Linked DNA regions of Dromaius novaehollandiae: region 2 is linked to region 1. Evidence: chromatin contacts called from public Hi-C data. All regions are on one chromosome and are shown on one strand. The core of a region is the stretch at or near the end of the contact, and the rest is flanking DNA. Distances in the headings are between cores, read along the strand shown.

Region 1 (2,700 bases), core at 101-2,600:
GTAGAAAAAGCAACAAAAGGTAAGAATGCTGTATTTATTTCAAAATTTCATTTTCATTTCTGAAGCTATGTGCATAACCACTACATTTCAAAAAGATTTTAAAATCCTAGTTCTCCTGCTTCTTAAGCCACACTTAAGCTTCTTCAAAATGAGAATTGAGACAAGAACAGAACCCTCAGCACAGAAAGTCCTTGTTTGTTAGCTTCCTGTACTGGAAAGTGAGCTGAACGCAACCATGAAAACTAAGCCTGAATTTCCAAGATCTTAGTCACATGTTAGCTGAAAAAAATCAAGCTGAACTGTATTTCAAAGTTCATGTTCTACTTTAAATTCAGAGATCATCTGCAAGATTCATGCAATATGTCTAGTTTCTCAAAGCATGTGTGAATTATAGAGGTCACATATCATGTTAGCAATATGACATTAAACAAAATTATATGTTATTTTGTCCTTTAAGTATCTCAGTAGTCAACAATCCACTGTATCAGTACTGGATTACTTGCATTATATGAATTCTAATCAATTAAGTACAAATCAGAGAAAAAATATTAATGTTTTAGCACTCCACTATTAACAATTACAGTGCCAGCCTCCCCCCCCGCCCAAGCCTGAAAAAGAGCAGAGTGTACTGTAAGTTACATGGAACTTACTACCAAAATTAGAATCCAAACATTGCTGAAAACACATATGAAAGTGAAGAATATGCTACAGAGGCAAAGACTGTTTGGCGGTGAGTTTCTGATCTCCTTCAAATACACATAGCTCAAGATCTTACAATTTCCAAAGTACGATTCCTTCACAACAGAGCATACCATTGCAGACTTGTAAGACCCAAGACCCTTGCATCAAACCGAAAGCTTCTTACAGGTCAAAAAGCCAGTGAGCTCTACTGTATTTTAAAGCGTTTTAGAACAACACCTACGTACAGTAACTCACTTGAATAAAACACAAAAAACAAAGCATACCCTTGTTTCTGCTTGATTGAAGACATCACTATCAGCCACACAGGCAATCAGAGAACTAAAACTGTAGTTAAAATTTCTAAAATGCATGCTGTGCTTCTCTAAAGGAACCCTTGCACTTCGGCAAAAACCAATTACTTTTAAGGAAGCTGTCGGTGCTGCGGACAGTGTTTATAAAGGAAACAAGTCCAGCCCCTGGGGGGGGGGGGGGGGTGGGAAGGAGAGGAGGGAGGGAAAAAAAAAAGTTTCAGAGCATCCTGTGTATGACAGCGAATTCCTGACCCAAGTCCTGCATGCTTGGAGGCAGGCAGGAACAAACTGTAAGCTCCGGCTGGAAAGAGGTGACGTCAGCACGTTAGTCAGCTTCATGCTAATTACCCGCGCTGGGGAGGATGGAAAAAACAGCTGAGGTTTGCACAGCAGCTGCTTTATCAAGCCCTCTCACAGCATAGTTTCCACTGGTAGTAATTCCATTCAGCACTCAAACATGCTCTTCAGTGGAATGGGACAACCCATCTTAAGATGGAAAATGTTACTTGCTAAAGGACCAAAGTCTACAGTAATCAACTGCAATTAGCCAGGAGGAAAATTTCAAGGCTTTGGAACGGAAAACAAATCCCTCAGGTCAACAGCTTTTGTTAACTTTTGGGAAAATTACAAAAGCATTCAAGTTTAGAGATTAGGAGGAACTGATTTTGGAAAACACTTTTTCCTTTGCAGGGAGAACTCATTTTCAAGCTTTCTTCAATTCAACTTTATGGATCGCTCCCCATTCTCACTTTATTAGAAGCTCAGTCTGAGCCCTGTAAACTGACTTTTTCTTTTTTCTTTGTAGGGGCTTCTGCAGTGATCTGCTGGCAAGATTTTAAGAGACAAACTGAATTACTCACTGCAGTGATGAGGGATACAAATCTACATTTATGACTTTGATTTATGGATTTGTCATGGTTTGAGAACATTTCCCCTAAAGCAGCACAGTTTAAAGTAATTTGTTAAGCTTATGCTGAAGCTTTTACAAGCTATTTGAAACTGTCCTATGCAGCTTTAGATCAAAATGTGCAACAGTCAAAACTGTACATGCATTTAGCTCGTTTTACTCTAAAAGGAGACTACAACATCACAGAATCACCAACTTTCATGAAATACTTACAAACAAAAAAGTCATAAATTAAAAACCTTATTTCGTAAGCATTTAACCAAGTATAACTATTCACATGAACAGTCCTCTTGATTTCCATGGGCTCTACTTACTCACTTGAAGTTAAAGATATTTACTGTGCCACAGGCCAAAAATCACTATTTACCAGTCAAATTCTCAACTAATGCAAAGTTACCTTAGTGAGAAAAACTACTCAGGCCCATTTCCTAGCACTTTTCCTTGGAAGCCAATCCTTACAAAAAAAACCTCATCTCAGGAGAAGAGAAACGGTTCTGAAGGATGTTAACAACCAATGTAGATGCCGTCACTGAGACTCAACTCAAAACTCTAAAAAAAAGTGACAGAAAGTGGGTCTCCAATATTCCCAGAGCAAGTGCCTGCAGGACAGAGCAGAAAGCACAAGCAGAAAGAATAGTCCCTTTCCTCTCCCTAAGCTCACAGGAGCGTGGGATGTGGTGGCTTTCCTGCCAATCAGTGCTTCAAGATTTGAACTAGGCACACACAGTGGGAACAGGTTTGAGTTCCCAAGGTCACTACCTGCATCCAGGAACAGAGATACTTGAGTACAGGATTCATAAA
Region 2 (2,723 bases), core at 43-2,542, 35 kb after region 1:
AACTTAAGCTGGTATGCAAATGCCTCCCTATGCTCATATTTGTACCAGCAAGGAACTGGGAGTTCCTGCTACTGCCAGTTAGACAGTCACTGGGGTACCCAAAGAAACTGTGGGAGCTCATGCCAAGATACCTCATCTGCTGGCACACAGAAGAGCTCTACATGCACTCAGCTCCCCGCCTACCGACTGTCTGTCCTGCACGCTCCCAAGTCTCCAGATGCTGCTTTCTGCCTTGCCTCTCACCAAATGCCTGCAGGTGCACCTGAACTTTGCTGTTCCTCACTAAGCCATAACTGCAATGCTCTGAACAGAAGTCAGAAACATCAGAGGCAACTTTCCTCCCTTCTCCTCTACGGACTTATTCGCCCTAACCTGCAGACCGGGCCCCTGAGATCAAACCAGAGGACAGGCAGCTGTAGACAGACTTTACGCGGCCCGCCTACACTCGGGCCGGCCAGCCGGAATAAAAACACCGGCCCCTCCACGCTCGCTTCACGTCAGGGGAGCGGGGGGGGTGGGGACAGAGCCTCTGCCCTCCCCTCAGCCTCCTCGCCGCCCCCCTCCTGAGGGACGGGGCGGCGGGGGAGACCGAGGCGCCCGCCGAGCCCCGGGAGGGGTGGGGGGCGTGCCGCGTCCCCCCCGCACGCCGGCCCTCAGCGCCCGGCCCCGCCGCTCCCCCCCCGCCACGGGAAGCCCGGCCGCTCCCCGCTGGGAGCCGGCCGAGCGGAGCGGAGCCGAGCCCCGGGCAGCAGCGCCGGCGGCTTCTCGCCGGCAGAGGGAGCCGGGTCGCGGCCCAGCGCGGTCCCCGGGCGTGGGGCGGTCCCCGCCCGCCCCGGTCGCCCCTCTCACCCGGCACGGGCCGTCCTGGAAGACGCGCGGATCCAGGTTGCAGGCGATGGTGGCGGTGGGCAGGTCCTGCAGCGCCACCGCCTCCATCTCGCCGTCAACGAAGCTCCAGTCCGACTCGGCCCCGGGCGGCGGCGCCTCCGCCTCCTCCCCGGCCTCCTCCTTCTCTCCTCCTTCCCCGAGCGGCGGCGGCTCCTGCGGCGGCTCCTCCTGCCCCGCCGGGCCCCTCCCGCCGCCGCTCTCCATGGCCGGGGGCGAGCGGAGCCCCCGCGGGGCGGGGCCCGGCGGAGGCGCGCGGCGGCCGTTGAGCGCCTCGCGCCGGCGGCAGTTGTAACCCTCCCCCACCGCCCTTGGCGCGCGCACACGAAATTTACCAGCCCCCCCGCCCCTTCTTTCTTTAACCCCCTCGCAGGTTTAACCGTCTCCTTCCTGCCGCCCCCCCGGGCGCAAGGCGCCCGGGGAGCCAATAGGAAACCGCCGCCGCCACGGCAACAGGTGGCGGGCTCGAGACAGGCGCCGCTTCCGCCATCTTGAGTGAGGGCAGTGGCCGCGCCGTCGCTGCCCTGCTGTGGGGTGCGAGGGAGCTGGAGGGTCCCTCGTGTTGTGGGCCGCTGGCACGCGTGGGAGCTGCGCGCACACGGCAGGAACGTGCCTGGAGCGTGCGATCTGTCAGGGCAGGGGGTGTGAGGGGTGGGGGTCGAGGCAGGGCATCCCCTCCCTGCCCCGTGATAGGCCAGCACATGCCTAGCTGGGCACACGCCTGGTGAACAGCAGCATCCATGTTCTTCATTAGGTCATGGATAACCACAGGCAACATAGGGCCAAGTTTAGCTCCAGAGGCCTGCTTCAGTTGCGCAGTCAGTCACGCTGTCATGTTTTGCACCACAACTGGAGCACAGAACAAAGCGTCTTGATTCAGAGGACAGAATATTATGTACCAAACAGATGAATAAAAAAAAAAAATCTTTTCCCTAAAAAGTCAGCCTCAAGTTGCAATCATGTACCTCATATTCCTCGTATCTGCATCAAGAACAAGCGAACCAACCGTCCTGTTCTGCAAACAGTTCACAGAGCACAACGCTTCTGAAAGGAAGCCTGGGGGAAAAGAAAGAAAGAAGAAAAAAAATAATAATGATAACATTGTTTGGGCAGTTGCATTGTCTTTTGCTGAGGAATGATGCAACTGATCTTCATCATTTCTTTGTACTTTCTTCAGAGGTTTCTTACTGCTGGGCCAAACCAAATACGCTTTGATTTTATATATTTGTGAAAGAAAACATGCAAATACGGTGTAAAGCCATGTATGTCTGTCTCCATTCCTCCTTACCTTGGAGCTGAAGGAGGCATCATCTTACAACCCTTCTCTCTTCCTGTGTGTCAAAAGGCTACAAAAGAACTATACCTTTCCTAGCTAGGCTCAAGGAGCTGCTTGTGTCAGACATTCCTACATAGGAGAACAAAGTCTACCTAATGTGCTTAGCCTTTCCTCTTAAACGGCTGGTTAGTCCAACAAAACTGACCTAGACAAACACATTTTTGACATATATGTATATATATGCATATACTCAAGTACATTCAGCTATTAGGGGAGTAGTTTACCCAGAAGTGAACTTCAGAGGTCACAGGTTTTTTTTAAAGCTACTGTGATACTTGCATATTTTCCCCAAACATTCTATCCCTGTACAAAGATAACACAGAATACTGAAATGTGGTAAGGAGTGAGAAGGTCCTGGATAATAGGTGGCAAAATACTAACCTAATACTGTACCTCTGCAGGACTGCACAAGAAAGAATGAGATCTGAAAAGTGGAAAGAACTATCAGTCAAAAAAATCTGTTTTCTTATCTCAGAGACCTGTTCAAGACCAAAAGCATGGC

What was found. Hi-C and Micro-C count contacts between places; a contact is called where the count stands out from the background.
Region 2: a contact with region 1 is called in a Hi-C map of brain, with 4 times the contacts expected there. The contact joins the promoter of RCAN1 here to the enhancer-like site in region 1. A contact is called at or near these places in 3 of 4 Hi-C or Micro-C datasets (brain, liver and ovary).

The regions. Positions count from the first base shown.
Region 1 is chr1:118,001,616-118,004,315 of bDroNov1.hap1, forward strand. The region is part of intron 1 of RCAN1 (regulator of calcineurin 1); the gene reads right to left. Among named protein-coding and RNA genes, the nearest start is that of RCAN1, 35 kb to the right of the region's middle. Within about 2 kb of position 1,351, at least 2 of the 2 cell types and tissues checked have open chromatin away from gene starts, as enhancers often do.
Region 2 is chr1:118,036,447-118,039,169 of bDroNov1.hap1, forward strand. It overlaps RCAN1 (regulator of calcineurin 1), which reads right to left and starts at 1,293. Exons shown (of 4, transcript XM_026121585.2): 1 at 850-1,293. The coding sequence starts at 1,092.